Regions from separate parts of the Drosophila melanogaster genome. Here regions 1 and 3 are each linked to region 2. A link is a contact called in public targeted proximity ligation data. All regions are on one chromosome and are shown on one strand. The core of a region is the stretch at or near the end of the contact, and the rest is flanking DNA. Distances in the headings are between cores, read along the strand shown. Region 1 holds the start of lncRNA:CR44022 (long non-coding RNA:CR44022). Region 2 holds the start of Cnx99A (Calnexin 99A). Region 3 holds the start of CG2321.

Region 1 (2,700 bases), core at 87-2,586, 140 kb before region 2:
GTGTTTGGCCAGCTAACCACAGCCACATCCCCAAGCACAACCACAATCGCAGCTGCTAATTAGCAGCTCATCAAATTGCCGCATGCAAAAAGTAAGCCAACGAGCCGGAGCTTTAAGTGTAGTCTTCAGCACTGCACTGCGAGAAATTATGGAGTAAAAGAGGGAATATAGTAGCATGGAGATTTGAAATTAAATTGGTTTCCTTCAGTTCCACTTTTATATCTTTAAAGTTAACTTAAGTGTTGATTTGTGTTTCTACTATAGATTGAGAATCCGAATTTTCTTGATGGCTGACTAATCTTCTAGAGCATAAGCAAGTTGCTATTGACATTCGATATCTGTATTTTTCTCTCTGCCAGACAGACACAGATGTGCTGGTTCTGGAGTGCCACAAGTAAAAGGGCGCTTTATAAAAATAGAAACACAAAAGATTATTGAATATGCGGCGAGGAAGGAAAATGGCGGGCGGGGAAAACCATAAAATGAAATGGTTAAACGGGTCGAAGTCTCTGATCCAACCGGGGAAATTGGCCAATCAAGCGACAATTGTCGGCCATTTGTGGCCAGTAAGTGCTTAATAACGCTAAACGGGTCAAAGACTCGCGAGTGGACAACACAGATTCTACAGCTCGATTCTACAGCGCAAGAACTCGACCATGATTTGAATTATCCGCCGACCCGACCCGACAACAACTGACAGATAATTGAAAATCACTAAAAATACAGCGGGCAAAGTGGAAAAATCAATTGGCAGAAGGCAAATTGCCTGACAACTGCAGGCCAAAACCAGTGGGAAGTCGCCTCTTCAGACTTCTTTTTTTTTTTTAGTGGGTTGTGTCGTTCTTCTTTCTGTGTTCACAAAATCTGGACATATTGACATATCGTGACGACATGAGCCCCGCATGATGTCCATTATTCAGTGCCCCGCCCGTAGATACAAAAACCATTCAAATAATAGACAATTTGTCTGTCTTGGGGTTATGATAAAAAGGGAAAATGGCTCGGGATGGGAAGTAATATCCCAGGTAACCGGAAGAAAATGTGGAAATGCGTGGGCTTCTTCAACGGAAGTAGATCTTACTACGGTTTTGGTCCGCTAAAACCTACATAAGCCGATTACTTGTTAAAATGAGTGAGTTTTCATTTCAAATTCAAACAAGCTGTATACAAATTGTCAAAAACCAAATTTTATTTCTCTAGAGCGGCGTTCCTATTCTAAGCAATTATTAGCGCTAATATTTCGAACAATTTTCCAATTCCCAAACGAAATGGAATGCCTTTTCCTGGAAGCACTCGCGTGCTGCAATCCCACTACCTGCAAACCAAACAAATCTAACTCCCACCTCGTAATTAGCGTGAGATTCTCTGATAACCCACATCCATTTCCACTTCCGAGGAGGAGGTGCCCCACTTGGGGATCTGTTTCTGTTTGGGATTCTGATTCAGCTGTAGTACCAGCAGTTTCAGTTTGTTTACACACCGGAGTCCCCAATCGCATCTTATGAATGGCCCACATTGTGAACGCAATGAAATAAAATCACTTGTTTGTTTATCCAGCCAACACTTCGAATGGCGTTAATTTGTAAGCCAAACAAATGTGTACCTAAATGCATGCAGTCAAGTGACGGAAAAGTAGCTGGTGCACCGAGAAAAATGAATGATCGTTTTGAAAGAAAAGTGAAAATAACTAACACATATTTTGTTGTTATAAGATTTTTCCACTTAATTCATACATTTATTTGTCAAGAAACCTGCATTATTAACCAATTACAATCATTAATTGCATCATAGTTAAGTATATAGCTATATATTTCAACTGCATTTGCGCTGGAATCACAATATTCCGCGCAGTGTGTCCGAAAATGTTGACAGTCATGGGCTAAGGTCAGTGCACTGGGATTGCGAAAATAGATGAAAATGCTTGGAGTGAACATGCGCATATGCAGCTAGCGCCGAGAATCCGGAACCGGGAAACGGGTGGAAAGCCGAGGAAAAACGGGAAAATGGGCGCCCGTGGGATGTGCGAAAAATCAATAGAGCCGGACTCGCAGTGCACGTGCTACGGATACGGATGCGAAGTACGGTTGACACGAGGTGGGGGTTACGAATTCGCTGCAGAAAATGTTGCGGCCCAGCCCCAAAAAAAAACAGTTTCCAGCCGGAATTGTGTCATTTAACTGTCAGCGAATTTGCGCAGTTTATAATTTTTTAAAATTTCACAGGGGTTCTTTGTTTTCTGCGCCACCATCCGGTGGTTTTTGTCCAATTTCGCATCTGCTCAATATGCTAAATTATGATATTTTCCAAGCCGAGCTTCATTCGCCGCAGACAAAGCGGCAAAATGTCAACAAAACACAGAAAACACAGATATATAAAGAGAGAGAGAGAGAGAGAGAGTTCCTCGGCGAGAGAGAGAGAGATACTCGTTTTTGTTGTTTTATTGATTTCTTGAAAGGTACACAAAATGCTATTCGCAACAGCAGCAGCAGCAACAACAACAAAGGCGAACAAAGGGAGCAACAAAAACAAGAAGCTGAAGAAGAGGTAGCAGCACTAAAAAAATTTGGAACTATAATTCTTGTTGAATTCATATGGGATTATATTATGGTGTTTTTCGGTTCGTTATTTCTTTCTGATGTGACACAAATGTTGGTTTTATTGTTTGTTTTGGACTGCCGTCCACTCGGCAGCTTTTAACTT
Region 2 (2,700 bases), core at 107-2,606:
TTCATGCCACGGAGTGTTTGATTCAGATATGTCCAGTGGAAAATAAATGTATGCCAATATTTCAGTGGAAATCGCACATCGCACAAATATTAATTTCAATATGGTCGGCGAGGGAAAATAACAAAATACTAGAGTGGTGCCTGCTACGAGTCCTAGATAATCCTAATTCCGATTGAAATTAATTTAAAAATTAGCATACATAATTAACAAAAATAGGCTTTAACTGGTTTGCGAATTTCCGTGCAAATTTATTAAGGCAAAACTGTCAATATGGAAATTACGTATTTTCTTAGACGTTTTTCGTCACTACTTGGCTCAAAATAGTCAGAAATCTACGAAACTAACTTTTTTGTACATCTTTTGACCTAAACTAACAGGGCATATAACTTTTTGACCGTTTTTCCAAAATCCATATTTTGGCCATTTTTGAATTTTTTGTAAGGGGTACCATCATCATTTTTTGCAAAATTTGGCTCAAAATTTTTTTTCCAAAATTTGATTTTGGTTGGAAGGGGAGTTCGATTACGAGTCCAACAAGGTATGACAATCCATATTTCGGACAATATTTCTCAAGTTATGGCTGAAAAACGATTATTTTATGGTGGTTTATGCGAATTTATATGTCTCAAATGAAAACATGCAGCTTTCTTTCCCCTTGTAACCATTTATTCTTTATTTATAACATTGTATTTGTTTATATATTTCATTCTGTATTATGATCATGTATTAATTATGATTAGCAGTGAAAAGTATGCAACATTCAATTAGCGTCTGGGGGTAAGTCTGTACTACAAACTTATCGGAGTTCCAAACCCTGTAACGACGATTGGAGTGAGGCATATCGATATGCTTAAGGTAACGATTACGATGATGTTTTTATTATTTGATCAACGCACTGTTACCCATGCGGCAACTTAATTTGATCTGCTTAAATTATTTTATTTTACAATGTGTCTTGGTTACTTAAGACTAACAGATTTTTAATCCTAAAAATGATAGGGAGAATTATAATAGTTGATATAACATAGTAATTATTATTTATTTGATTATTCTAATGAATTTTAAAACTAAGACTTTCTAGGTCAAAACCAGGTTAGGGAGGTCATGAGGGTGGTTTTAAGGTAACAAAAGTATTCTTAATTTATTAAATAGCAAATAAGTATATAAAATTAATAAATCTGACATATTCCTTACTTTTATTTAGCACAAACATAATCATCAAATCAATTATATTCTGGTCCCGCTGAAAGTGTGCTCTTCCTAAGAACGTGCAATTATTAAAGATTCTAGCTTGAGTAAGTATCTTAAAAACTATATATACCCTACGGTAGGGTACAACGCAACGCGACAGTGTGACCAGTTGTCCTTTGCGGCGGCATACCAAAGCAGGCGAAGAGGAAGCACAGAACACAGTAGGCAGCGCAGCAGAGAAAATGTATAATTTACATTAATTTAATTACAAATAGTTCGTCGTGCCAGATCTCGATTCTTGTTATTCCGCAACAGACCGCAGTGGGGGAAAACTGTTGAAAAGCACAGCGCGCACAAGTGAGTCCACCACCTGGTTTTCCGCGGATACTAAATCCCAGCCAGGCAGCCAGCGAGCGAGCGAAAAGTGGGTGAAAATGGCGTGGAAAATGGGAGGAAACCGGGCCGCAACGCTGGCGTTGCTCTTCGCCAGCAGTTTGCTGCTGCTGAGTGCGGCCAATGCCGCCGATTTGGACACGGAGTCGGACGACTTCGAGGATGGTTATGTGGAGGATGTGCAGGTGAGTAGTTGGTCCGACGATGCGGTTCGTAAGATAAAAAAAACGAGAGAAAAAAGTACACGTCAGTGGAAGCTACTAGAAGAAAAGGCGAAACGCTATTGCTGTGAGGGTAGGGGAAGGTGGTTGTGGGGGAGGGGGGTGTTGGTGCGGCCGGCTTCTTCGCTTTATGACCCACAATTAGCATGCGAGTGTGTCTCACTTTTCCAGCAACAAATCCGAATGCGAGGGAAAATAAAACTGTTTACCAACAGACGAGGTCAAGCAGATAGCAACTCCCCATGGCAGCACCAAGAATGCGCTAATCTGTTGCTCCACAGGTTACATCAGAGGTTTATTGAGCAGAGCTTCTATTTAACGTGCTTGTTTCTCTAGAAATTATGCCAGTCATTTATGTTTCTAGGGGAGTTACTGCTACAGATGAGGTCAAGCTAAGAGCAACATAAAACATGTTATTATATAGCTATAACTAGTCTGGCGGGCCCAGGTGTAGCGCTCTCCAATTCAAACCCATGCTGGCCACCCATCTTTCTCTCCCTCTCTTTATCACTTTCCCCACTGACAACCGCGTGCTTCGGATTTTATGGCACCTTATCTAATGTTTCCACATATGCTTTGCAGGAGGAGCCCGCCGTCATCGGTGGCGATGAGAAGCTGGCCTACGAGAGCCCGGTTATCGATGCCAAGAAGTTCCACTTCGCGGATCACTTCGACGACGTGGAGGAGTCCAGGAAGAGGTGGGTGCTGTCGCAGGCCAAGAAGGACGACATCGCCGAGGAGATCTCCAAGTACGACGGCATCTGGAACTGGGAGTCGCCGCAGCGCATCGTTTGGGCTAACGACTTGGGTCTGGTGCTCAAGTCGAAGGCCAAACACGCGGCCATAGCCGCCCCCCTCCGCAAACCGTTCGAGTTCAAGTCGGACAAGCCGCTGG
Region 3 (2,700 bases), core at 45-2,544, 170 kb before region 2:
TATATATACATATGTATGTCCATTAGAACGCTAGATGGGTCGTCGGTAGGCGATGAGGTCGTTGTGGTCATAGTACTTGTGGATGAGATCGTACATGTGGGCGAAGAAGAAGAGCAGATTGTCGTACTGCCCATTGTAGGGCGCCTCCCTGCCCACATTCTCACTGGCAGCTGTCTTGGTCAGCGGCTCTGCCAGCTGATGGAAGCCCGCGGTGATCTCCAGGTTATCGAGTCCGCGATAGGCGGTGTTCAGGCCCCAGGCATTGATGTGCACCTCCAGGAGGAACTGGTGAATGGCCTCGATGGTGGCCAGATACCAGCGCGGACTGCCGCGCTGGTGGCGCCAGAATTGCGACAGTCGATTCTGCAGCACCACCGTTCGTAGGCCGCGCACCCTGGCGTCCGCGTAGATCCCGCGACTCTGGTTCCATGTGCTGTCTATGAAGACGGCTCGGCGGACGGGCAGGTTGTCTAGCGTCCAGGTTCGTCGCACCGTCTCCGGCTCATCTACCTCCTCCTGCAGCTCCTTTACCTCCACCTCGTCCATTCGCCTGCGCAGCATGGTGCCCATGTGGTGGCCCTTGGGCAGCCCGTAGTTGTCGCCGATCTGAAGCTGCACATTGCGCGCGAAGAGCTGCGGCACCGCAAGCGCAGTGGCGCTTGGGAATATGAGCACTACGCCCGCCTCCTCGCGATAGTCGGGAATGTCCGGAAATGTGTGGATCCTCACGTGCGCCGGCGCCAGAACGGCCGCGTGCACCGCCGAGCTCTTGCCGTCGATTTCCTTTTTGTGCTTAATGATGTCCACTTGGAGCGGCAGCTCCAGACGTGGCAGCAGCTCCTCCAGCTCGCCAACCGGCACACAGCAGCTGTAGCAGAAGAACTTGCGCGATCGGTTGCACAGGCGGCAGTTGTGGCGCCCCTCGATGGTGTCCAGTGCGCTGTGGTCCGCGATGCGCATATGCACGAAGGGGTATTTGCGGCTGCGCTGCGGCGCCTCCAGCGGATGCGTCATTTTAGCGGAAAGTCAACTTTTTAAATTGAAATAACAAATTTCCTATTAAAGTAGCCAATTTGGTTATCGATAACAAGCGGCTGATGCGACCAGGGCTGCGCAGCACTGCCTACACAAGCTGGCTGGAATAGCCCAAATGTTATGAAAAATAAATGTAAAATATATGTAGTGTATGCAAAAACTGTAGCAATAATTCAAAAGTAAAATTAATTTAATGCACACATATGTAGAATGTGTGTGCCAGCCCTGCTGGCATCAGCGCGCGAAACGGTCACACTGCGCCACGCAAATCAAAAGCCGGCAAACTTTTGCGAAAACTAAGAAACGCATTTTATAGCCATTTTCCGGGAATTTAAGATGCAAGAGTCATGCGCGGCGTTCGCAAGTGTGTTCACTGCGGCGCCATCAATGGCAACCGGGCGCTGCTCTGCAAGAATTCCGAGTGTCCGCAGCGCAGGAACGTTCTCGATGCCGTGCAGCTGGTGTCGCTGCGGCCAGGCTCCACTGTCTACTCGCTGAGGACCAAGGAGAAGGAGCAGCAGCCGCGCAACTTTGTGGTCATCCAGGACGTCACGCTGTCGCTGCAGCCGGACGCTGCAGTGGTGTCCAGCAAGGCGGAGTGCTTCGTGGAGTCGTGCAAGCGAACGGGAGGCGAGCCGACGGACTGCGTCCATGTGAAAGCTTGCCGGGAGCTGGGCGCCGAGTTCGCGAAGGCGCAGGTCTACCGCGTGTCCCGCGAGGTGCTGTGGAACCTGAACATTAGCCTGGAGCAGAAGCAGAACCTTTGGCAGCTGTACAAGTACGCGGAGGAGGAGGAGCACCTGCCGGGTGTGCAGCGCCTGAATCACTCCACATTCGCCGTCAAGTGCGAGCGCTCCGAATCCTTTCCAGCGGCTCGACTGCACGTCACCGTCTCGGCCAATGGCCTGTCCAAGAAGAAGAGCAGCTACGCCTGCGCCTGCCGCAAACTGAAGATCATTGTGGAGCCAGATAATTCGCTGGTGATGCAGGACGAGATCTGCGATCACCTGCTGCTCGTCCTGGCTGGCATCCTTAGTTCGCCGCAGGGAAAACGCGTCTATGGCCATTTCACCAGCGGTTTGCAGACCTTCTGGATGCCCTTGCAGCTGGAAACTCCGCTAGGCGACGTGGCCACCGAGGATTTGCGGCTCAGCCTGGACATGGTGGATGAGCTCGACCCGCAGGTGGACATACTTGTCTTTGGCGACCAACTAGATGTAAGTTATACCTTCCACCTCGAGCAGTTTTAAACCTTTTCGTGTTTATAGCTTTCTCTGCCGAATCTCTCCGATGGCGTCTTTAACCTGGACACCATGCAGGCCGCCACATCTAGCCAAAGCGCCTCGAGCACCAACGATGCCCTGATCCACTATGCCAACGACTCGCAGCTCTTGTCCAACCTCGATGTCTATGCGGAGCCCATCGAGCTAACCGACTGCAATATCGAGCTGATGGATCAGTTCCAGCCCACCGACCAGCTGGATATATGCAGCGAGGATATAGAACTGCCCTTGATCAGTGAACCCTACAACATCCTAGCTGCTCCGCCCATTTTCACCGAGGCCACGCCCTCTGTGGTCGCCGATCAGCTGCCCATTGAGCTGGCCACCATATCGATGGTCAAGAAGGCACCGGTCAAGTTCTCGGAAATAGTGACCGAAGTGA

What was found.
Region 1: a contact with region 2 is called in a targeted proximity ligation map of the Kc167 cell line, with 6 times the contacts expected there. A contact is called at or near these places in 29 of 107 Hi-C or Micro-C datasets (the Clone 8 cell line, the Kc167 cell line, the ML-DmBG3-c2 cell line and 10 more) and 2 of 7 datasets of targeted methods (the Kc167 cell line and the S2 cell line).
Region 3: a targeted proximity ligation map of the Kc167 cell line shows a contact between it and region 2, with 10 times the contacts expected there. A contact is called at or near these places in 27 of 107 Hi-C or Micro-C datasets (the Clone 8 cell line, the D17-c3 cell line, the Kc167 cell line and 8 more) and 4 of 7 datasets of targeted methods (the Kc167 cell line and the S2 cell line).

The regions. Positions count from the first base shown.
Region 1 is chr3R:29,457,914-29,460,613 of dm6, reverse strand. lncRNA:CR44022 (long non-coding RNA:CR44022) reads left to right here and starts at 1,336. Exons shown (of 1, transcript NR_074064.1): 1 at 1,336-1,835. The region is part of intron 8 of Ptp99A (Protein tyrosine phosphatase 99A); the gene reads right to left.
Region 2 is chr3R:29,318,300-29,320,999 of dm6, reverse strand. It overlaps Cnx99A (Calnexin 99A), which reads left to right and starts at 1,356. Exons shown (of 10, transcript NM_170407.3): 1 at 1,356-1,412; 2 at 1,467-1,769; 3 at 2,388-2,700. The coding sequence starts at 1,626.
Region 3 is chr3R:29,487,859-29,490,558 of dm6, reverse strand. It overlaps CG2321, which reads left to right and starts at 1,294. Exons shown (of 4, transcript NM_001276139.1): 1 at 1,294-2,252; 2 at 2,304-2,700. The coding sequence starts at 1,383. CG2006 reads right to left here and starts at 1,091. Exons shown (of 1, transcript NM_143436.3): 1 at 1-1,091. The coding sequence starts at 1,014. The coding sequence ends at 31. It overlaps Spase12 (Spase 12-subunit), which reads left to right. Exons shown (of 3, transcript NM_176583.3): 3 at 1-15.